4 separate regions of the Sus scrofa genome follow, and all the other regions are linked to region 1. Evidence: chromatin contacts called from public HiChIP or PLAC-seq and promoter capture Hi-C data. All regions are on one chromosome and are shown on one strand. Each heading gives the region's core, a stretch centred on a gene start, on an enhancer-like site or on the middle of the called end of the contact. The rest is flanking DNA. Distances are from core to core; before and after follow the strand shown.

The links. Promoter capture Hi-C pulls out the DNA fragments that hold promoters and counts their contacts. HiChIP or PLAC-seq counts read pairs in DNA pulled down with a chosen protein or histone mark.
Region 2: a contact with region 1 is called in an H3K27ac HiChIP or PLAC-seq map of alveolar macrophages. The contact joins the promoter of PPIF here to the promoter of POLR3A in region 1. A contact is called at or near these places in 5 of 47 Hi-C or Micro-C datasets (embryonic fibroblasts, heart right ventricle, omental adipose tissue and 2 more) and 2 of 2 datasets of contacts at active chromatin or transcription factors (alveolar macrophages and skeletal muscle).
Region 3: an H3K27ac HiChIP or PLAC-seq map of alveolar macrophages shows a contact between it and region 1. The contact joins the enhancer-like site here to the promoter of POLR3A in region 1. A contact is called at or near these places in 3 of 5 promoter capture datasets (fetal liver, fetal skeletal muscle and liver), 15 of 47 Hi-C or Micro-C datasets (embryonic fibroblasts, fetal heart ventricle, fetal skeletal muscle and 9 more) and 2 of 2 datasets of contacts at active chromatin or transcription factors (alveolar macrophages and skeletal muscle).
Region 4: a contact with region 1 is called in a promoter capture Hi-C map of fetal skeletal muscle, with 10 times the contacts expected there. The contact joins the enhancer-like site here to the promoter of POLR3A in region 1. A contact is called at or near these places in 2 of 5 promoter capture datasets (fetal skeletal muscle and liver), 3 of 47 Hi-C or Micro-C datasets (retroperitoneal adipose tissue, skeletal muscle and subcutaneous adipose tissue) and 2 of 2 datasets of contacts at active chromatin or transcription factors (alveolar macrophages and skeletal muscle).

What each region holds. Positions count from the first base shown.
Region 1 is chr14:80,469,215-80,474,338 of Sscrofa11.1, reverse strand. It overlaps POLR3A (DNA-directed RNA polymerase III subunit RPC1), which reads left to right and starts at 2,599. Exons shown (of 31, transcript XM_001929360.6): 1 at 2,599-2,821. The coding sequence starts at 2,778. It overlaps RPS24 (40S ribosomal protein S24), which reads right to left and starts at 472. Exons shown (of 6, transcript XR_002338693.1): 1 at 364-472.
Region 2 is chr14:81,671,813-81,676,936 of Sscrofa11.1, reverse strand. PPIF (peptidyl-prolyl cis-trans isomerase F, mitochondrial) reads right to left here and starts at 2,266. Exons shown (of 6, transcript XM_021073635.1): 1 at 1,974-2,266; 2 at 683-713; 3 at 110-198. The coding sequence starts at 2,168.
Region 3 is chr14:81,535,978-81,541,101 of Sscrofa11.1, reverse strand. It overlaps ZMIZ1 (zinc finger MIZ domain-containing protein 1), which reads right to left. Exons shown (of 26, transcript XM_013983374.2): 5 at 4,624-4,732. The coding sequence starts at 4,683. Among named protein-coding and RNA genes, the nearest start is that of TRNAK-UUU, 63 kb to the left of the region's middle. Within about 2 kb of position 3,146, at least 16 of the 83 cell types and tissues checked have an H3K27ac peak or open chromatin away from gene starts, as enhancers often do. A contact at or near this core is called in alveolar macrophages, retroperitoneal adipose tissue and subcutaneous adipose tissue, where this site is marked.
Region 4 is chr14:81,512,939-81,518,062 of Sscrofa11.1, reverse strand. The region is part of intron 4 of ZMIZ1 (zinc finger MIZ domain-containing protein 1); the gene reads right to left. Among named protein-coding and RNA genes, the nearest start is that of TRNAK-UUU, 86 kb to the left of the region's middle. Within about 2 kb of position 2,277, at least 15 of the 83 cell types and tissues checked have an H3K27ac peak or open chromatin away from gene starts, as enhancers often do. A contact at or near this core is called in fetal skeletal muscle and skeletal muscle, where this site is marked.

The DNA of each region.
Region 1 (5,124 bases), core at 1,350-3,849:
GTGCTGACGGCATCTTCTTCAACTCTCGACTGCCTTCACCAGCAAACCGCCTAACCCAAGTGCGGTGTTGTCTCTCCTTACCCCACCCCACCCAAATCCACGAGGCTCCACGAAGCCGACAAACGTAGAAACTACTCTCGCAGTCCCCATGCCCTGGACTCTGAAGCCCGGGACGTCAGGGTCGACAGTGTAGCCGGAGACTCCCCACCGGCGGCTCCTGGGCCCTGAGCAACCGCCCTCCATCAGACACGGCCAGGGAAGAGCAACCCAGCTTCGGGCGGCCGGGGCCCTAACAGCTGGACCACAGGACGGAGGATGCCTCAGATACGCGGTGGATGACTCCACGGGCCCGGGGAGACTCACCATGATGGCGGCTGGCCTTCAAGCAACCAGGGAGAAAAAGAAGGATGCTTTTCGCCGGCCAATCATATCAAAGCTCACGGAAGGACCCCGGGCGGTTCCGACGTGGGGGCGTGGCCGGGCCGCGAGGCCGACCTCGCCAATGCCTGATTGCAAGTACCTAAGACCTAGCCTTTATCCTCTCTCTTGCCACACCCCTGGAGCGTGAACTGGCCAATCCTAAGGGGGAACAGTTTGGGCAAACCAGGTTTACGCAAGCACGTGATTCAACTTCATTATCTTGAATTTTTCTCTGCTTAAGATACCGGTAAACCGGAGTTCCCCTGGTGGCCCAGCGGAAACGAATCCGACTAGGAAGGATGAGGTTGCAGGTTGGATCCCTGGCCTCACTCAGTGGGTTAAGTATAGGGTGTTGACCTGAGCTGTGGTGTAAGTTGCAGATATGGCTCTGAACCATGTTGCTCTGGCTGCGGCAACAGCTCCGATTAGACCCTTAGCCTGGGAACCCCTATATGTCTAAAAAGACAAAAACAAACAAAATTCCGATAAACTGAATTAAAGTTTAAATCAGTTCCACCCGCGTTAGAGGTTGGTAAAGCTGGAAGACATTCTGTGGATGGCCTCTCGAACAACCTCTTCGTTTAACTGCTAGGGAAACTGCGAAAACCAGTACACAATATTACTGCTGTTATTTTTCTGAACTTATCTAGTGCTTTTCTAACTAAATATAAAGAACTCTAATTTGCCTTTTTTCAGAAAACCTTAGTCCCTACAAAAAGTGAGCTTTTAATAAGTATCTGCTTGATCCAGAAAAGTGTTGTTTACAAGACACGTGTAACAAGAAAAAACATAAGCCTGCAGTTTGAGAGAGAGACCGACCAACAGATCATGGTGTAGGCTTTGAAGTAGCTTTGCTATATTCTTCGGAGTAATATTCTTTGAGTGATGGCTCTATGTCTGTTACAGTTTAGTTACTTTCACCTTCATTTTGCCATTTAATCTTCCCACCAACTCTTAAGAATTAGGGTACATATTACTTGTCCCTTTTATAAATGGGAAAACTAAGATACAATGAAGCTAAGTAACTTTGCCAAGAATACACAACTTTGAAGCAGTAGTGCCCAGACAGCTATGGACCCTGTGTTTCCAGAACTTTTGCTTTTAACTTCTAGATAATGAAAGTCACTCATCAAATCTCCTTGGTATAGTGTTGTCAACATTACTTCAAACACATATTAAGCAATTAACTGCTGAAACAGATTAGGGAAGTCTAGTTGGCTTTGCCTTTTGTCTTTGACCTTTGTGTTTTGCTAGTGGGGATCCAGAAAGTCTAAAGACAACATCCTTAAAATGCAAAGGTGTTGATGATTTCCTTGCTGGCTAAGCAGGTTAAGGATCCAGTGTTTTCACTGCTGTGACTGGAGTCACTGGTGTGACATGGGTACCATCCCTGGTCCAGGAACTTCTGCATGCCAGAGGCATGGCTGAAAAATAAAAAATAAAAAAAAATTTAATTAAAAATTTTTTAAATTCAAAGGTGTCGAACCACTTAATTGGGTTCTGTTCAGAGTTTCTCACAAATACAAGTTTCAGGTTCTGCAGCATTGAGTCCTACAGTGAATGGTTTTCTTGCTAGTCTCTTGCACTAAGATGTCACACTAGGATCACCTCCCACAGAGTGTCACATACTGGAGGCAAGAAGTTTGTTTCCTCAACACATGAATAATCTTCACTCCTGTTTTCCCTTCATCTTATTTCCCTAGCCCACCATTGCTCATTTTTCACACTAAACTCACAGATTTTCTACTTCTGCTTTTGTAACCAATAATATAGGTTTAATTTTTCTTCTTTTTCAAAATAACTCTGTGCACTGGAGGTGCATGTGTGGTCATGTTTTCTGCCCTCTTTATTTCCTTTGTTGATTGTCTAGAAGCCATCTGTTCCGTGGTCTGTTCATTTTAGCCTCCACCTTCCTTTAAATAGAGACTCTTAATTAAGATGGTATTGGTGTTTGTAAGATGATAAGACGTTCCATTGTATGTATTTTTTGGCTCTCTGGTTATCTAAAAGTTTTGAGGCAAGATCTTGTAGTTTCTTTGCAGGTGTTAATGATCCGGAGAAATGGACCAGAAAGGGGGTTTAGAAAATACAGTGAAGGTCTCGGGGCACTTTCAAGACGTTCCCGCCAGGTGGCAGTGTAGGGAGCAGGTAAAAAGCAGCCAGTCCGAAGCCTCTCTTGACAAACAGAAGCTAGTAGAGGAAGTGGAGGCGGACACGTGGGGCGCTCTACGGTGGCCGTAAGAATACAGCGGATGTGTTAGCAACCGGTCAAAAAGTAGCCCCGGCTGGGCGAGGAGCGTTGTATTTCTAACCTAGCTTCACGGAGTCTCGAGGAGGGAGCCTCGGCAGCCGTCACCATGGTGAAGGAGCAGTTCAGAGAGACGGATGTGGCCAAGAAAATGTAAGATGGAGCAAAAACCCTCAAAGGACGGAGAAATTAGGGCCAGAGGGACCCGAGGTCAGGGGTCTTGGGTCTCGAAGGTTCAGTGGTGAGGGTTAATTGGGAGGGAAGGACTAGAAATCAGTGAATGATGTGGGCACAGCTCTGGAGTATCAAGGCGGATCAGTGAATATTGATCGTTACAGGGCATTGCAACACTTGGCGGACCGCAGACCGGGAGTGGTCCCTTGGGCTTGGGCTGAGGAGTGGGATGTGGTGTGTGCACCACGGACCGAAGCTCGAGTTCTCTCGAGGTCAAACGACCCCTTTCAGCGAATCTTTCGTCGTTGCAGCGTGGGGAGCAGTCTGGGGCAGGGACTGATTTTGCTGCACATGACACATGACACCGTAGTAATTGCTGACCAAAAGGGTGGAGTTGCCAGCTAGAAAACAGTACCACAGACAGATGGATAGCAGTCTCGGAAATGAGGCTACTCTTTTGGGCTGTCTTCGGAGCTAATTTATTATGCCATGGCCTTTCTTTAGAACTTCCAGCTCCAAAGAAGTAAATCAATCATTCTTGCAGCAAACACTTAATGAGGAAGATACTGTATGCTGGGCCTAGTAATAGACGGTAGAGATAAGATATGAGTAAGGCCTTATTGCCTAGTCTAGTTGGAAAAGGTAGCTAAGTCAACGTGAGGTCAGACGAGTGCAAGGACAAGAGCAGGCATGGGGGTTCTGGAAGCACTAATCAGAAAAGGGGCTCAGGCAGAAGAAAGCAGACCAAACAGCCTTCAAAGAACATAATTGAGGGAGAAAGGGTAGTGATGAAAAGAAGCAGGAGATGTGAAGCCATGTTCCAGAGTGTTCTTGAAGGCAATGAATCATTTTTGAGAGGATTTGGTTGAAATGTCTTGAAAACAGTTCTCCTTCTGGAAGATCTCTTTTGAGTTAAAGAGGAAGGCATTGGAGGCCACTGCAGGGACCCAGGCAAAAGATGATGATGGGCTGTTCTAGGGTGGTAGGGTCAATGGAGTTCCGAGGGGATTAGCGTGTAAAATTGACAGGATTGGTAGGGATGGGTGAGGGAGAAATGAAATTGGCACAGTTTCTTGATTAGGCAGCTAAGTGTAGGTTGCCATTTACTGAAAGGGAGAAGTGTTTCTTAGCAGGATGAATTCTCCCAAGTCGTCCCTCCATATCCACCCCAGCGCCTGCCCAAATTCAGATATATCTGTTCTCACCAAGCAGCCCAAGTGACTCTGTTAAAATACAGATTTAGGAGTTGCTCTATGGCTTAGCAGGTTAAGGACCCAGCTGTCAACTGCTGAGGCTCTGGTTGCTATTGTGGGGCGGGTTTTTGATCCCTGGCCCAGGAACTTCCACGTGCTGTGTGTGCAGCCAAAAAGGAGGAGTGGGGCGATGCGGATTAGATCCCTGATACTTCAGCCTGAAATCATCCAGCAGCTTTCCCTTGTAGTAACATTTGAATTCCCGACCAAAATTCCCAAGCCCCCCCTGACCTGGCCCTTGCATACCTCACTGACTTCATCTTGTACCATTAGCTTTCTTTTTTTTTTTTTTTTTTTTTTTGGTCTTTTGTCTTTTTTGTTGTTGTTATTGTTGCTATTTCTTGGGCCGCTCCTGCGGCATATGGAGGTTCCCAGGCTAGGGGTTGAATCGGAGCTGTAGCTGCCAGCCTATGCCAGAGCCACAGCAACTTGGGATCCGAGCCGCGTCTGCAACCTACACCACAGCTCACGGCAATGCCGGATCGTTAACCCACTGAGCAAGGGCAGGGACCGAACCCGCAACCTCATGGTTCCTAGTCGGATTCGTTAACCACTGCGCCACGACGGGAACTCCACCATTAGCTTTCTTTGCTCTAGTATTCTGGATTCGTTTGGGTCCTTGAAAATGCCAAGCTTGTTCTGGCCTTAGAACCCTTGCCCTAGTAATTCTCTACCTAGAATGCTCGACTTCTTGATCATATTATGGCTGGGCTCCCTCTTATTCAGAATTCAGCTCCCTCTACCTCTAAACATCATTTTTGTTACTTGCATGTGTTCATTTTTAGATGTCTATTTGTTTATTCTGTCTTGCCATCCCTGAAATTGAGCTCCATGTTGGCAGGGACCTCATCTGTCTTATCTAATCTGTGTCCTCAGCCCTCAGGAGGGCTCCTGGTGCATAGTAAACCCCCAGTTTGGTAGGAAAATTAACAAAGGAACTGATTTGGGAGAACAAGTGCTAGGTTCTATTTTATTTTATTTGGGGTTTTTTGTTTTTGTTTTTGTTTTGTTTTGTTTTGTTTTTTGCTT
Region 2 (5,124 bases), core at 1,017-3,516, 1.2 Mb before region 1:
CACCAGGTGTGTGCACCCTGGTTACTCCCCATGACAATCTTCCGAGGCGACCCCATCTCTATCCCCACTTACAGAAGAGGAACCGAAGGCAGGGAGAGATCTGAGATACCTGGCACATGAAGGATGGAATGACTCTGTGAAACGTGGAGCCTTTGTAGCCGAAGCCCTTCTCCCCGGTGCACAGGGCTCTGAAGTTCTCTGAGGGTTGGAGAAAGAGGCAGATCAGTAGCGCCAGGCCTTAACCCAGGGGCTACAATGCTTCCAGCCAGAGCACTCTTTACCCTCCCACCCCAGGAGGTAAGCAGGGTATGGAAAGCCCTGCAACCTGGGTCTGCTCTAGCTGGGTGACCTTGTACCCTGACCTCAATGTCCGAGCACCATGGCAAGAGCTAAGGCTCCTGGATGTTCCAGCACCAGGTCAGCGGGGCAGGGAGCCCAAGGGCTATGAAGCCATCATACTGACCCACTGGAGGAAGTTGTCCCAGAGGAAATGCACATATTTCTTCTACTGATTCTGAGGCTACTACCAGATAGGTGGGCAAGGCCAACTCTGAGGCTCAGAGGGCCAGAAGGCTACCCCAGGGTACCCATCTGGTCACAGATCTCATGCCCCAACTCCTCTAGCCATCCCACCCTCTCTTGCATCCAGACCAGACTCAGAAGGGCCCAGGCCCTGCCTTACCTGCTGTCTTTGGGACGACATCTGCCTTCAGCTGTGGGGAGAGAAAGAGGGCAGGACATCAGTCCAGAGGCAGGTGAAGGAAGGACCCAACTCCCACGGAGGCCCAGGAAAGACAAAGAGAGCACCATTCCTGTCACTCCCAGCCCTCTGTCACTCCCAGCCCTCCGTGGGAAGCCACTGTGGCTATCACTTCTGCCAGCTGCTTCCTCAACCCAGGGCTGGCAGGAGGCAGCCTCGATTTCCTAACCTGTCAGAAGAGATGACAACACCATCTTGGCCTGCTTCTAGAGGCAGACCTAGCAGAGCTACTTCAGCTGGGCCCAAAGCATCAGAGACTCAGGGCCTGGAGAGAGGGCCCCCCAAGCTCCTCAATGGGCAGATGGGAAACTGAGGCTCAGAGAGAGGCAGGAGGCTGGTGGAAAGGGGGGAGGCCGGAGCCCCATTCAAGCCAGCCTCTTGCTTCCCAGCTTCAAGAGCTGCCCTGGTGCCAAACCTTTAAAATAAATGGGTGCTTTCCATTTTCCGGAAGAAGAAACAGAGGCTTGAGGCGCCTGTGTTCAAAAGCAGGCCAGGCTCAAGAACTACACAGGAGCGTTCCCTCTGTTACCTTCCAGACTACATATTTGTTCCCTGCTTTAAAAAAAAAAAAAAAAAAGGCCCAAAGAGTCAGGGGCAGGCACTAAGCGTTACCCTGGGAAGGTGACAGGTTGGCGTTGGGGCAAAGAGTTCTGAACACAGGGTCCCGACTCCTGGGGCCGCGGCCGGCCCAGCCAGCACCCACCAGGAGAGGAGGCGGCCCCAAAGCACCTTTGCTCAACCATGCGCCCCATGGCAGGAGCAGGGCCGGGGACGCTCCATCTTATGCAAGGGCCGCCACGTGAGCGCACAGCGGGTCAGCCGCCTGGATCCTGGAGAGCCTGCCCCCTCCACCCCGACACCCACCTCAGAGCTCTGGGCCTGCGCTCCCACCCCGTGAGATCTCGGAGCCCTTCCCCAAACTCGGAGCCGGCCTGCCGGGACAGGCCCTCCTGCCTACATTCTGACCTTGAGCTTTCTCCTCCACGGGCGCCCTCCCCCACCTTCCCCCCGCCCCACTTCCATTGGTCTAAAGATCCGAGGGGAGGCCCGGAGAGACCAATCTGATGCCTCTTCTTAGAGATGGGGAAACTGAGGCCCAGAGCAGGAAGCAAGGTCACACAGCGAGCCAGACACAGCGCCGGCCCGGAGTCCAGGGCTCTTCCGGGACCGTCCCTCACTCTCAGTCCAGCGCGGTCCTGTCCAGTGGTCTCACCTCCAGAACCACGCGGCCCAGCGGCTGCCCGTCCGCGCCCACGTCCAGGTACACAAGCGGGTTCCTGGCGGAAGAGGACGGGTCACCGGAGTCGCCGCCGCTGCTGCAGGCGCGGGTTGCGGAGAGGCGCAGCGGCGCGGAGCGCGGGCCGGAGAGCAGACGGAGCAAGCGGGGACTGCTGCGCAGCGCCAGCATGGTGAGCGCGGGTCGGAGTGCAAGAGCTCCAGGACAAGCGGAGACTACAGCAAAGAGAACCACGCACGCCCAGAGCGGCCGAGTCAGCTGGGACCGCGCGCCGCCGCCTTTATTGGCTCAGGCGGCCTCTGGGCCCCGCCTCCGCCACGCCCCCTTCAGCCTGTCCGCTCTTGTCCTCTGCCGGCCCCAGCGGGAAGCACAGCGGCTAGCCTAAAATCCTTTAAATACACCCACACCAGGGCTAGAGACCTGAGAGTTAGACACGACCTTGCAAAAGGAGGCCGGTGACATTTTGTGAGGGTCCCAATAGATAGGAAAAAAAAAAAAAAAAAGCGGGCGGGGGGGATCCTAAAAAGTGGCTAACTCCAAAATGCGAGTACTGTGTTTTCATTTGAATATAACAAAAGTCTACATTTGAGCCTTTTGTATAGGCAGCCCCTCCTGCCATAGGCCCCGCGAACAGGTACAGACCAAGAGAAAAGGTGGCACTGAGTGTCAATCAAAGAAAGTTGGAGATGAGATGCGGGATTAGAGTGAGAAGTGGCAGGAGGAGATCAAGACACCTCCCATGGTGACCTCAGGCATTCCTGTCCTAGCCCGGGCTTGTCTCCAAATGCTTCTAGAAACCAGTCCCCCCTCTAGACTCAGCCTGAGCCTGTCATGCTCCCACCAGGCCCCCAGTCCTCCACCAGGACTGGGTCTGAATCTCCCCCTCCCCAACCCCACAGACTGACAGCCCTAGTTCCCAGCAACCAGGGTTCCCCTTCTACCCCCACTCACTGAGAAACTGCTCCTGCAGGTAACATAGCACAGGGGCCAATCCATAAGAGGTGCAAGGAAGAGAGGAAAGGTAAGACGGGAAGAGGAGGGGAACTGGGTGTGAGCTACCACTGTGCAGATTTACCCCACAAGCTGAGGTGGGCTTCACTGGAGCCTGGGGGGCATGGGAAGCCTACAGGAAATGAGTGACAGGCAGGGGTCCTGAGAGAGCATCTGAGCCAACACCTACACTTTCCAGATGAACAACTGAGGCCCAGAGACAGGAAGGTGCTGCCCAGAAGTAGGGGAACCATGAAGTCCCCACTGCCAGCCTGTACCGGTCCTCCCAGACTCCTCTCTCTGGGCCTCAGTTTCTCCTCTGCAGAATAGGTGTGATGTTAATTCCTACCCCACTTGTTTTCCAGGTCTGTTCCAAGGATAAAAAGAACAAGACAGAGAGAACTTGGTCAACTGCTAAGTACTGTGCTGTAAGCATCAGTGATAGTCAGAGTCTATACTTTGCCCAGGGTTTGGGGCTCAGATAGCAGTGGGCCACAGCTGCAGTGGCTCAGAGTTTTGAAGAGCTAGAAAAGAGGGTAGGGGCTGAGCCTTGGAGTCAGGTGGGCTTGAGCTGGGACCAGTTCTAGACTGACCTGCTCCAGACCCTGAATCAGTTCTTGGGATGGGGTCTGGCAGCAAAATGTTGACCCAAGCAACATGATGTCCCAGCTGTACCCTGGAGTCCAGATGCTTCCCAGGTCCCAGCCCAGAATGGGATCTCACCCTGTCCTGGGAAATGGCTTCTCATTTTTTTCATGATCTTCCCTGAAGTAGAACAGGCCTGAGTAGGAGGCTGGCTTGCTCCCTGCCCCATCTAGGTCCTCAGCACATCTCCCAGATCCTCCCCTGCACTGGTGCATACTGCAGATTTGAGGGAGAAAGAGAGGAATTACCCCCCATGTCAGTTCTAGGCCCTGGGCTCACATAGCTCTTAGCCATGCCAAGTGGATTAGTGGTCCCCTATTGTTCCTCACACTGGCTCCCAGAAGCCCTGAGTTTATTCCCTACCCAATGGAGCATGAACAGCCCTACCCCAGTGAAGAGCTGCCCTCATTCACTTAATCTTTTTTGTTCTCGAAGACTTTCCCCAGCCCTTAGCTCGGCTCCTCTCCATCACATTCTGAGAAGCAGTTCCTTTGCATAGCTGGGGAAGCAAGGCCCCAAGAGCTGGGAGTAAGGCATGCAAGGAACAGAGTGTTGGAGCTGGGGGGAGTCTCTGACTCCAAGATCAGGGCTTGCATATGTCAAACCCTTCTCACTATCATCAAAAGGAGCTGGTAATTGGGACAGGGTCTGGAGGGCAAGAGAGACAGGCCTTGGACAGAAAACACAGCAAGATAGAAACTGAGAAGTTAGCCAGGGGGTCTGGGAACTCAGGGGATATGGGAGAGAGTTTCTGCCTGGAGGATCAGCCTGGAGACAACTGTATTTGAGAGGCAGAGACACAAAGATGTGGAGAGGAGTTTCCAGTGGGGGAATGAGCCAAAGCTAACCCAGAGCCAGAAGAGTTCAGGGCACCTTTAAGGAAAGGCTATGATACTGACCGTGAGCTGATAGGCTGGCAGTGGGGGTGGGGTGAAGGGGCATGGCAGTCACAGAAGGTGCTAAAGGCCAGGCTGAGGTCTAAGTTGGGCAGCACTGGGGAACCACTGGTGGTGCAGTCGCCCATCCCCAGGTCTGAGAAGCAGCTTCCTTCTCTCATGTTATACCTTCCACCCTTTTTGGAATATCAAACATCATCACTACCTCTTGCTTGAGCCAGAGAAAATTCCACCTTCCTCACGGGCTCAGCTGTGAAGTCATCTATAGCTGTACTGAAACTCAGTGGCATAAGGAGGAGGGACAGTCCCAGCTGAGCCATGAACTGACACATGCTCAGCCCTGGAGGACTCCTGGCCCAAGTGAGATGAGGCAGGTGTCACCACTCACCTGGCTCTGAGGCTATTTATAGACTCTGTGTCATCCTCAGAAATAGTTTCTCTCCCCTCAGCCCAGGTGGCTTCTTACCCAGGGTGTTAATGGTTTTCATCACCCAGGGATCTTGTGACACCATCTTTAGGCCGCACAGAGCCAAAGAACCGCCAGGTCGTGCTGCCATCCAGGGGTTGCAAACTCAGATACCTGTGGGGGCCAGGCA
Region 3 (5,124 bases), core at 1,897-4,396, 1.1 Mb before region 1:
AAATGGAATAACCTCTCTCTGTGGGAGAAGAGGGAAAGGGAGAGATGAAGGAAAGAAAGAGGGCAAGCGAGCAGCAACACAGCCCTCTGTCTCGTGGTGAGGATTAAACAAGATGAAGCTTATACGGCCCTGGCAGAATGCCCGTCGCGTGGGCTGCTCCCACGTGGGGCTGCCCTTGGCCCCGACTCTGTCTCCCCAAGGCTCTGCTGGAAGCACAGCTGCGCTGGGCAGTTCCCAGCCCTGGCTCCACACACAGCTTTCTGCGAAGACAGAGCTCCCTGCACGTGATCGGGGGAGACAAGAGGACTTCCACGTCGAGAAGCATACCCTTTGAGAGGGCAGCAGTGGGCCCTCACCTCTGCCTCCTGTGCCCTCTTTAAAACATGGGCCCTCCAAGGCCACGGGCAGCATCTGGTCTCTGCCTGGAAAGCCATGCAAATCAGTTAATTCCCTGCCTAGCAGCCTCTCTCTGCTAACTGAGTTATTCCGTTTATTTACGTGATGTCACACCCAATTAGCAGGGTCAGCAACCACTGCATGGCACTCTCGGAGCTGCCCGCCCATAGCACCCCTACTCTTGGCACCCCCTTTGGGGCTCTGGGCTCACAAGTGGTCTCTGAGGCCAGTCTCAAGGGTCCAGTTTTGTTCTGGGCCCCCAAGCACCCAGCCTTCATATCTGGCCAGCCCATCTCTGAGATTCTCTCCCCTCCCTCCAGCCAGCTCAGAGGGCCTATGGCTTGAGCTATGGGTGGTCACTCGTGGGTGCAACTCAATAGCTGAAAGGATGCCAGGCATCCCACTCAGTAGCTGTCGGTCAGTGGCTCTGAGGCCTTGACCAAGCCTCTTCCCTTCTCTGGGCTTTTGTCGTCTGTTTAGACTACGAGGTGGCTAAGTGATACAGTGGAATGAACAGGACAAACCTGTCTCAGCCAGAGTCACACAACCCCAGGTGTGTTCCTGAGCTTCAGATCTCTCATCTGCAAAATGGGGTAGGGACTGCTTGCAGGGCTGCTACAAAGTTTCCAAACAACGTACATAATGATGTCCCTGTTACACAGTTTGTCACTTAAAGACTGCTGTTGCTCCCTATGCTAGGACTTCTATATGGTTTCTTGTTTCTCCTACGAGCTCCTTGAGAGTAGAATCGGTGCCTCATTCACCTCCAGAATCCCCCAAACTGGCCTGAGGCCAGGTCCATGCAGAAATGGTGAGCAGTTAGCTGTCCAAAGGATGGTCCATTTGTGGAGGATGCCAGCAACAGACCCCTAGCGGCAGGCAAAGGGGCCAGGGCTGGATGGGGTGAGCTTGGCTAGATTTTGATGCTTTGGGGATGGGAGCACAGATTTGAATCATAGGCAGAGGCCTCCCTACTTGTGGCTGTTATTGGATAATATCCCACCCTCCACCACAAAGCCTGCCCACCTCCACAATTCCTCCAAAAATCTGGGCTATGTTCAGTGGCCACTGAGACTATTGGGGCAGGAGTAGGGGACACCAATGCCTAGAATAGGGACTGGCTACCCAAGCCAAGTGATGAATGCATCTTCTTATGAATCCATCTGTGAATCAAGTGATCCATCCATCTACCTACCCACCCATCCCAAAATGAATCAATTCATCCATGCATCCATCCACTCGCCCACCTACCCATTCATCCATTCACTACTTTATCGTCACTCACCCATCCATTCATCTGCCCACCTATCTTCCTATCCATCCAGAATGTATCCAACCATCTACTTATCCATTCACTCATCATTTATTTATCCATCATGTATATCCACCTACCACCCATCCACCTAGCTGTCCAGCTGTATGTCCATCCTTGCACCCGTTCATTTATTCCCTTAGCTATCTTCCTTGAGGCCACCCCTCCCCCACTTCCCCCCAATGTATTTGGGCCCCACCCTGGCCTGGGCTCTGCTGACTTACAGATGAATGTGGCACATCCTCTGCCCCTGAGGAGCTCAGCCTGGTGGGAGACCTGCTGTAGACCCTACAGGGTCTACAGCTTGAGGGACAAAGAGCAGGGTGAGTGACGTGGGTGAGTGACGTAGCTGGGTGCCGAGGAAGCCCTGGGGCTCAGAAATGGGAAGTGCAGACACTCCAAAGGGACCTGGGGTGTGGGGAGGCTGCTGGGCAGGAAGTAGCTGATTTGCACAGCTTTCACGTGGAGTCCCAACGTGCTGTGTCCCTGAGTAGGAGGTGGTGTAGAGAGGGCACTAGTTTTCCCAGCACCTGAGGCTGAGAAAGCAGAAAGGCAGCTGAGCCAGAGGCCTGGAGGGAAGATGGACTGCTGTGTGCTTGGGGGGCTGGTGAGTGACAGCAGTGGCCAGACCCAGGTCGCATGGATAGGGAAGGCTGTGCTATAGAAGTGAGGTGGGGCGGAGGGTTCGAGGCTGTGAGGCAACCCCTATGGGAGCCATAGTCCCACTGGCCAGAGGTAGGCAGAGCCAGCACATGCATCATCCTCAGAGCATGCAGACCTTTCTCTTCTGATTAGGATGCAGGATGTCTGAGAACCAACTGTCTCCGGGCAGCTGCTGAGCAGATAGATATCAGTACTGAGCTGTGTCAGACCAGAAGCTCGGGAGCAGGCGTGGAGGACTCAGGGAGCTCTGGATGGCTGGGGGGCACCTGGACAGCCTGCTCACCCTCCCAGCCACTGCACTTCTAGCCCCAAAGCAGGCTTCTGTGTGTGGGTATGCACATGTATGTGTGGGGCAGGCGGGGGAGTGGAGGTGATCCCTGGCTTTTCAGCAGCTCTGAGACCCACTGGCTGGGTGTGCATCACGATGCCCATTCTACAGATGAGGGGAGGTAAACTGGCAACTTAATCAAGGTCAGGAGGCTAGTGAGTGGCACTAGGGGACCAGGTTCGCTGACTGGTAAACCTGAGCCCTGTGTGCCGTGCTTCAAGAGAGCAGCTGCTGGGTGGGCCTCTGCCTGCACTGGACCCCTGGGGAGGCCCAGGGAGTAAAGGGTGCCCTGATTCCTGGGGATGTAGAACCAGATGCAGGGAGAGAAGTCAGGTTGTGAGCAGGTTTTAGGAGGAGCTGTGTGCCTGGCACTTAGAGGGCTCAGGCACAGGGGCCTGACTGTATTCCTGGGGGTGGAGCCACTGACAGCTGATCCCTCATGGGCGGGAGAAACTGGGTCAAAGGCAGAGCTGGGAGAGAGCCCCGCAGAGCCTGGAGGAGGAGGAGGAGGAGAAGGAGAGAAGGGCAGGGGAGGAGAAGCCCATCGTCTGGTTTCTATTCTGCGACTGTGAACAGAGGCGTAATTGGCGTTTGGGAGAGCTGCTGGGCTGAGTTCAATCTGTAACAAGTCTTCTTCAATTTCCTCTCCTCAGACCCCGCACAGGCTTCTGAGATTGCTCTGCTTGATGCTAATGAGAGGACACGCATCCCTCATTCCCACAGACTAACCTCAGCTCCACTGGGCTCTGGTGTTCGGGGAGGGTGGACTGGGAGGGGGTGGGGCTGTGAGGGTCCTGGGGCCGTGAGCTGCCTGCTAAGCCTGCCTAAGCCAGGGACTCGCCCCAGCACGCCCCACCCTGTCACCGAGACACTGAGGACAACAGCCCCGTCACCAATAGCTGATCACCTGCCACGTGCCAGGCTGGACTACATGTCCCACCCATCAAGTCCTCAGAACATCCTATGAGGTTGGCTTTCTTGGACCCATTTGACAGGGGAAACTGAGGCTCAGACAAAGAGGGCCAGGCCTGAAATCATACTGTGAGTTCAAGGAGGAGTGAGGATTTGGGCCCACTCTGTTTGATGTCAAAGCCCATGCCCCTTCCACCATATCTGCTCCTTCCTGGAGTAAAGTAACACTCGGGAATCTGTGCAGGGACACTGTGACACCGGGCTGTTGGGAGGCTGAGCTCAGAGGGCAGGTGCATCACCCATGGTCACCACTGGGGGCGCCAACCTGCCCAGACTCAAGCAGGGTTCTTAAAGGGGACCTACTGGGCCCACAATGATATTCCCTACCTCGGAACAATCCAGACAGGGTACTGGCAGGAGAATCACCCCTTAAGCTTGGTGTGAGCACAGGCAGGAGAGGGATCTTGCACCCTCTGGAATGAGGCCCTTCTGGCACCAGTGGGGCTGGGCTTGTGATTTCAGGCCACACCTTTCCTGCTTCCATGCCTTCGTTTCCTTTTTTGTAAGATGATGAAATTCCCCAGGACTTTTCCTTTTCTCTTTCTTTACAGAGAATCACTGGTGCAGAGGGTGGGGAGTTTAGGTCTAGGAAGGAGATTAGACATTTCACCACATCCTCAGAACAGCCCAGAGTACATAGCAGAGCCCAGAGGGGGCACAACACTGGCCCAGAGTCACACAGCTGGGAAGGGAAGGGAAAGACAGGGCAGAGTGGACATGTGAATCCAGGTGTGTGACTCGAGTGTGAGGTTGGTCCATGCCAGCCGTGTTCTCACGACGGGGGTGGTCGAAGAGCCTCAGGCAGTCAGCCTTCACCTACCATCACCTTCACCCAGCACCCCGGATGCTCGGCTACTATTCGGGCCAGCACCCCACAGCTCTGCCCGCCTTGCCTGCCCTGCCTTCACCAGGCTGGTGGAAGAGGAGGAGAGAGCCTGGGCCACACACCCACCTGCTTGATGCACTGCAGTCGGTCATTGGTCTGTTGGATGTGCCTGTCCATAGAATTCATTCTGGCCGTTTCGCTGGGTTCTACCCGAGAGCCATGAACGTTGTCCAGCCTGTGAAGACAGGGGAGAGTGGGTGTCACTGGGGTTGTGCCAGGCCTGCCAACCTCATAGCCACCTTCCTGCCTCTACACAAGCCTGCTCACCCCAGTGGCTCCAGCAGGTTCCAGGACCCTTTGTGAGCCGCAGTGGCCTCTGCCCTGGGCAGCCCTGTGCTGGGGGGAGGAACTGCACCCTGGGGCGAGGGCAGGAAGTGCTCCGGGTGTCCTCTGTGGGTGGCTCATGTGAACACTGGGCAGGCATGTCCACCACACATTTCCACACAGACGCGTGTCCAGGGTGGTGGTGGTGGGGACGGCCGCCCCATCTTCGGAATTCCTGGTTCGGGGCTTAGCACCCTCGATGTGGCCGTGTGTGTGTGCATGTGTGTGTGCACGTGTGTATGG
Region 4 (5,124 bases), core at 1,028-3,527, 1.0 Mb before region 1:
AGCCAGTGATCTGGCCAGCTCAGCCCTGGGAGTGGTTGCCAGTCTAGGGGGGGCCTGGTTCTGCTTATCAGAAATGCTGGCTCCAGAGCAACCAGGCCTTGGGGAAGCCCCACCAGGCACAAGTTACCATCCAGTGGGTCCCACCGAACTGCCAGCCCTCACGCCCTGGTCCTCACTGCTTAGAAGGCGGGGAACAGGACCTGTTAGCACCTACAGAACTGAGAAGGAGGATGCTAGTAAACATCCCTTGAACTTACCACATATCTCGTACTATACTAAGTGTTTAAGGTTTGTCTCGTTCAAACACACATCACATGGAGGCAAGCCTCAGAGAAGTTCTGTGACTTCAGCCCAGCAACCCAGCAAGAGTCTGCTTTTTTTGTTTTTTGTTTTGCTTTTAAGGGCTGCACCAGCAGCACCGGGAGGTTCCCAGGCTAGGGGCCCAATCGGAGCTACAGCTGCCGGCCTACACCACAGCCACAGCAATGCCAGATCCAAGCCGAGTCTGAGACCTACACCACAGCTCACGGCAACGCTGGATCCTTAACCCATCAAGCAGGCCACGGATTGAACCCGCAACCTCATGGTTCCTAGTTGGATTCGTTTCTGCTGCATCACGACGGGAATTCCAAGAGTCTGTTTTGATTCCACAGTCTATTTCCAGAGTCTGATTCCAGAGCCTGTTTTGAGAACCCCTCCACCGTGTTCCCTCAAATCCTCAAACCTTTGGGGTTCTTGGGCACACAGATGCTCACTGCATTACCCCCAGAGGAGATAAAGAGGGGACCCAGGTCTGGGTCTGGTTGGGGTCACCCCACTGGTGTGAAACCCCATCCTAGTTCCCGCAGCTGTGAACAACGAGATGTTTCCAGTTTCTGCACGCCCACAAGATGTTTCCAGCTTCTGACACTCTTGAGTCTGACTCACACTGTCCCTTCCAGACCCAGCTCTGGGGGGGGGGGGTGGCGGGGGGCACTGTGAGGGCAGAGCAGAAAAGGGATGCATGCTTTCTTCCCAAACCTTGCTCCGCAGAGCCTTCCTCAGCAGCAGGCATGGTGACTGCATCACCTGCCATTGGATGGGCGACCTAGCAGGTGGGCAGCCCCTCTTGGAGGCTGTGATCTCCCAGCAAGTCTCCTGCTCCCTGCCCTCATAGATGGGAGGATGGGTGAGGGCGGGGCAGAGAGAGTACCAAACCAGGCAGCAAACGAGAGCAAGGGTAGGCAGAGTCTTGGCTCTGCCCTAACCTGCTGTGTGACCCAGGCCAGTGCACTGCCCTTTCTGAGTTCTGTCTTTTCTCTCTGGGAAATGAGTTGGGCTTGCTTTGCAGAACTGCTGGGAGAACTAAATTCAGTGAGCATGAGAGACTGTCTGACCCTTTTGAGAGGTGAACCCATCCACGTACACCTGCACACTCAGAGCTGGGGTGACGTCAGGTTATAGGAATCCCCATCCTGCCCCAAAGAGCACTTCACACCAGGCTGTCCTACCCGTGAGGTGTCTCTCAGGACTGGCACCAGGGCAAGAGAACCCACTCTTCTTCCTCCAGCTCAGACTCCCTCAGCCCCAAACCTATAATCTCCAGCAGGGAAAATGACAGCCTTGCCCAGTGGCCGCCCCTGGCCGACGGGCGGGGAGCCGGGCGGTGGCCATGGTGGTGGCTGGGAGGCGGGCCCAGGACACACAGCCGCCAAGTCAGGGGAGGTCAATGGCAGGGGACAAGTGCTGTGGGGGTGGTGGGCTTTGGGTGGATGGACGATGGATGAGAGGGAAGCGGGGGGAGGGGAGGGCACAAGACCACAGGGTTGGCCTCAGGCTGATTTTCTGCAGAATATGGCCCAGGAAGGGTCAGCAAGGGGTTGTGACCCTGGAGCCAGGAGCACAGGGAGGCGGCCTCTGCAGAAAGGTGAAGGCCCCGCCGGAGACCCTGATGCTGGCCAGGCCTCTGGAGGCAGCAAGGCAAGCACTGCTCAGAGCCTGGGGGTTGGGAAGCTGCAAACACAGATTCCTGGGCTCTGGCCCAGCCCTGCGAGGGTCTGGGAATCTGCATTTGAGAATGAGCCCCTGGGATCCGGTTGCAGTGGGGCGGCAGGTGGCTGCTTGGGAACCACTAGATTTCCCCTGTCACAGGGAGGTGCTGGGGTTTGTCCCGCCTGGGCGGCCTTCTTCTCAGCACCAGCCTCCATCTGGCAGGAGGCAGGACCACAGCCGTGCCATGGACGCCCCGACCACGTCTGCCGGGCTCGGCTGCTCTCCACCTGTCTCCTCAGAGGCACGTGGCCGGTTTGTGGGCGGGGCTGCAGAGTGACCCCATTTACTGAGGCTCAGTCAGCAAGACTGGGGCCAGTCCCCGAGCACCCCTCCCACTGAGAACAGCTGTCAAAAAGCTGAAACCTTGGCACACTCTGCCTCCCCTCCGAACCTGCTCTGGCAGGGAACTGTCACCAGCTCCTAGAGCTGCTGGGCTCTGGTCCAGGGCCTTGTGGACCCTTAACCCATTTCTCCAGGGAATGAAGAGCTGGCCTCCTGGGAAAGGGACATCCCGCCCCAGGCCATGCTGCCCTGACTCTCCATGGCCTTGGACAAGTCATATGTCTCTCTTGGCCTGGGTATTCTTGTCTAAAATAGGAGGTGGGAAGAGGCTGGACTTGGCAGTGTGCAGGTGTGAGTGGGGGCACTCAGGGTGGACAAAATGGCTTGAACAGCAGCTGGGATGAGAAAGCCACTGGAAGCATGCCCCAGGCAGGCTGGGCTAGCAGACTGAGGCCAAGGCTGGATCTGGGGTTAGGGTTAAGGTCAAGGTTGAAATTGGAGTTGGGGTCAGTTCTGAATTTCTCTGACTGGTACTGTCTGAAAGTAAAGCCCTCTGAAGGCACTCGATACCTCCCAGCAGGGGCCCTTGGCAGCTGCCCCAATGTTTCTGGATCATATGAACAGATAGACCGAATGGCCACTCCAGAGGGCCATCTTGTGCTCCTTGACCACCAGGGAGCTCAGAAGAGAAAGGGGGTGGAGCCAACTTCCCATGGACCAGCTTGAGCACAGGGGTAGTAGGGCCAGGACTTATCCATGGGTGCCATGCTTCAAGCCCCAGGGTGCCAGGTCCTGGGGAGAGCAGGGCCCATTTGGGTATCAGGGCACCTGGGTCAGGGTCATGGGGATGGCCCAGCTCAGGAACTAAGGACACCTTCTTGGGGCCTCCACAGACACAGGCCGCACTGGGCCAGGGCTCCCAGCTGGCATCCCCATAGCCACCAACACACCTATTGTTCTGCTGGATATTTGGAAACCTGACCTCTTGAAAGAGGGTTATGCTTGAGGATAGGGTCCCCAGGATGGCTCTGGTTACACAGGCGTGCTGGGGTGTGCAGGGCCTGGCATCCTCAGCCAGTTCCTCAGGCCATGCCCCTGGAGAGGTGAATGAAGACCCAGGGCTGATCTCTGTAGGAAAATAGGCCACTGCCCCCTCCTGGCCGCCCCCTCCATCTTTTCCTTCCCTTTTGACATCCAGAATCATGCAAGGCACCCTCAGCACCCTTCCAGGAAGGGAAGAGATGGACAGGCGGTAGGACAGGTGAACTGGGGCCGGTCAGTCGTGGACGAGGCCTGTCTGCTTCTCTCTGCTCCAGAATGGTGATCCGAAGCTGGGGGCCCGATATGAAGGCGGGGAGCGTGAGTGGCCGTTGTTTCTGGGCCCTGCCCACCTGGTGCATCTGCTCACCCATAGCCTGGTCCCACTTGCCACAGCCTCGCCAGCCCCTTCCCTGCCCCCTCACAGGCCTGAGATGGCTGTCACCATGGCAACCCTGCTCATTCAGTCCAGGATAATGAAGCCAATGTGTTTTTCATTTCCATGAGCTGGAGTGTGGAGCAGCACAGGGGAGGGGGCTTTCCCTTACCCTCCCCTCCTCTGGGGGAAGGTGGGCTGGAGACAGAGAATTGGGGGGCCTGAGCAGAGGAGGCAGAAACACCATCAGGCAGGGGGATGAGACCTGGAGCCACCAAGCTTTGATCCACCACAGTGCCCTTGTGGCTGGATAACACCAGCTAGAATGGTAGGCCTCCCTGCCAACACCCAGACCAGGAAGGTTGGCTTAGAACCAGGCAAAGCAGGGCTCCATTTCTAGCTGTGTGACCTTGGGCTAGTGATCTCACCTCTCTGGTCTCATTTTAGTAGAAAAAAGGTCAGCCAAGCATTTCTTGGGTCCTTTCTGAGTGTTTGGCCTTCTGCTGTCCCCAGAGAGAGGGGACCCAGACAGAGCCCCTGTCCCCCAGAAGCCCACGGATTATCAGGGGAAGGAATCTGTACTGGCACATTTCTTAGCCGTAAAAATGAGGTCAGTAACTCTTACCTGTTACTACATTTGTGTTACTACTGGGGGCGGGTACATGAAATTATGCATGTGAACATGCTTGGTGTACACAGCAGGTGTTTTATAAGTGCTAATCTCCCTTCTTTTCATCATCCTGGGTCCCTGGCCTGCAACGCAGAGATAGCGGATGTTTAAGAAATGCTCACGTGCGAGTTGGCAGTCAGAGCTGCCTAGAGGCCTCTCCTTCCCAGACCTGCCTATTCAGCTGGAGGGGAAACTGAGGCCTGAGCAAGGCTGGGCTGCTGGGAGAGCAGGGTGGGAGAGTGGTAACCCTGGGCCAGCCCACACTGTCGGTGGCAGGGCTCATCAGTGGCCCAGACAGGGGAGAGCAGGGCTGTCTGGGAAACCCTGGGCCCAGACGCCACCATCACGCCCCCTCCCCCAGCCCCTCTTCAAGGGCAGGAAGCCAAAAGCACTCACGCAGAAAACCCTGGCCTGTCTCCCCCCCAATAATTCAATCACCTTGGAGGCCAGTGGCCCTCTCTCCTGGCTGGGCTGACAGATTAGAGGGGGAGGGAAGGGAAGCATGTGCAGGGAGGGGGAGGGGAGACAAGGAAAAATCAGAGCAGGGCTTGAAAAATGAAGAAATAAACCTGCCGGGAGGGAGGCAGCCTCGATCCATCCTCCATAAAGCTGTCTTAGGGCCACCAAGGACGTGGCGGCCAGAGGGGACTGGAGAGGGCTCCTCCCGGGGCCCCTGCCACCCCTGCTCAGCCAGGCTCCAGCCCCTGACTGGTGAGGGCCTGGGGGG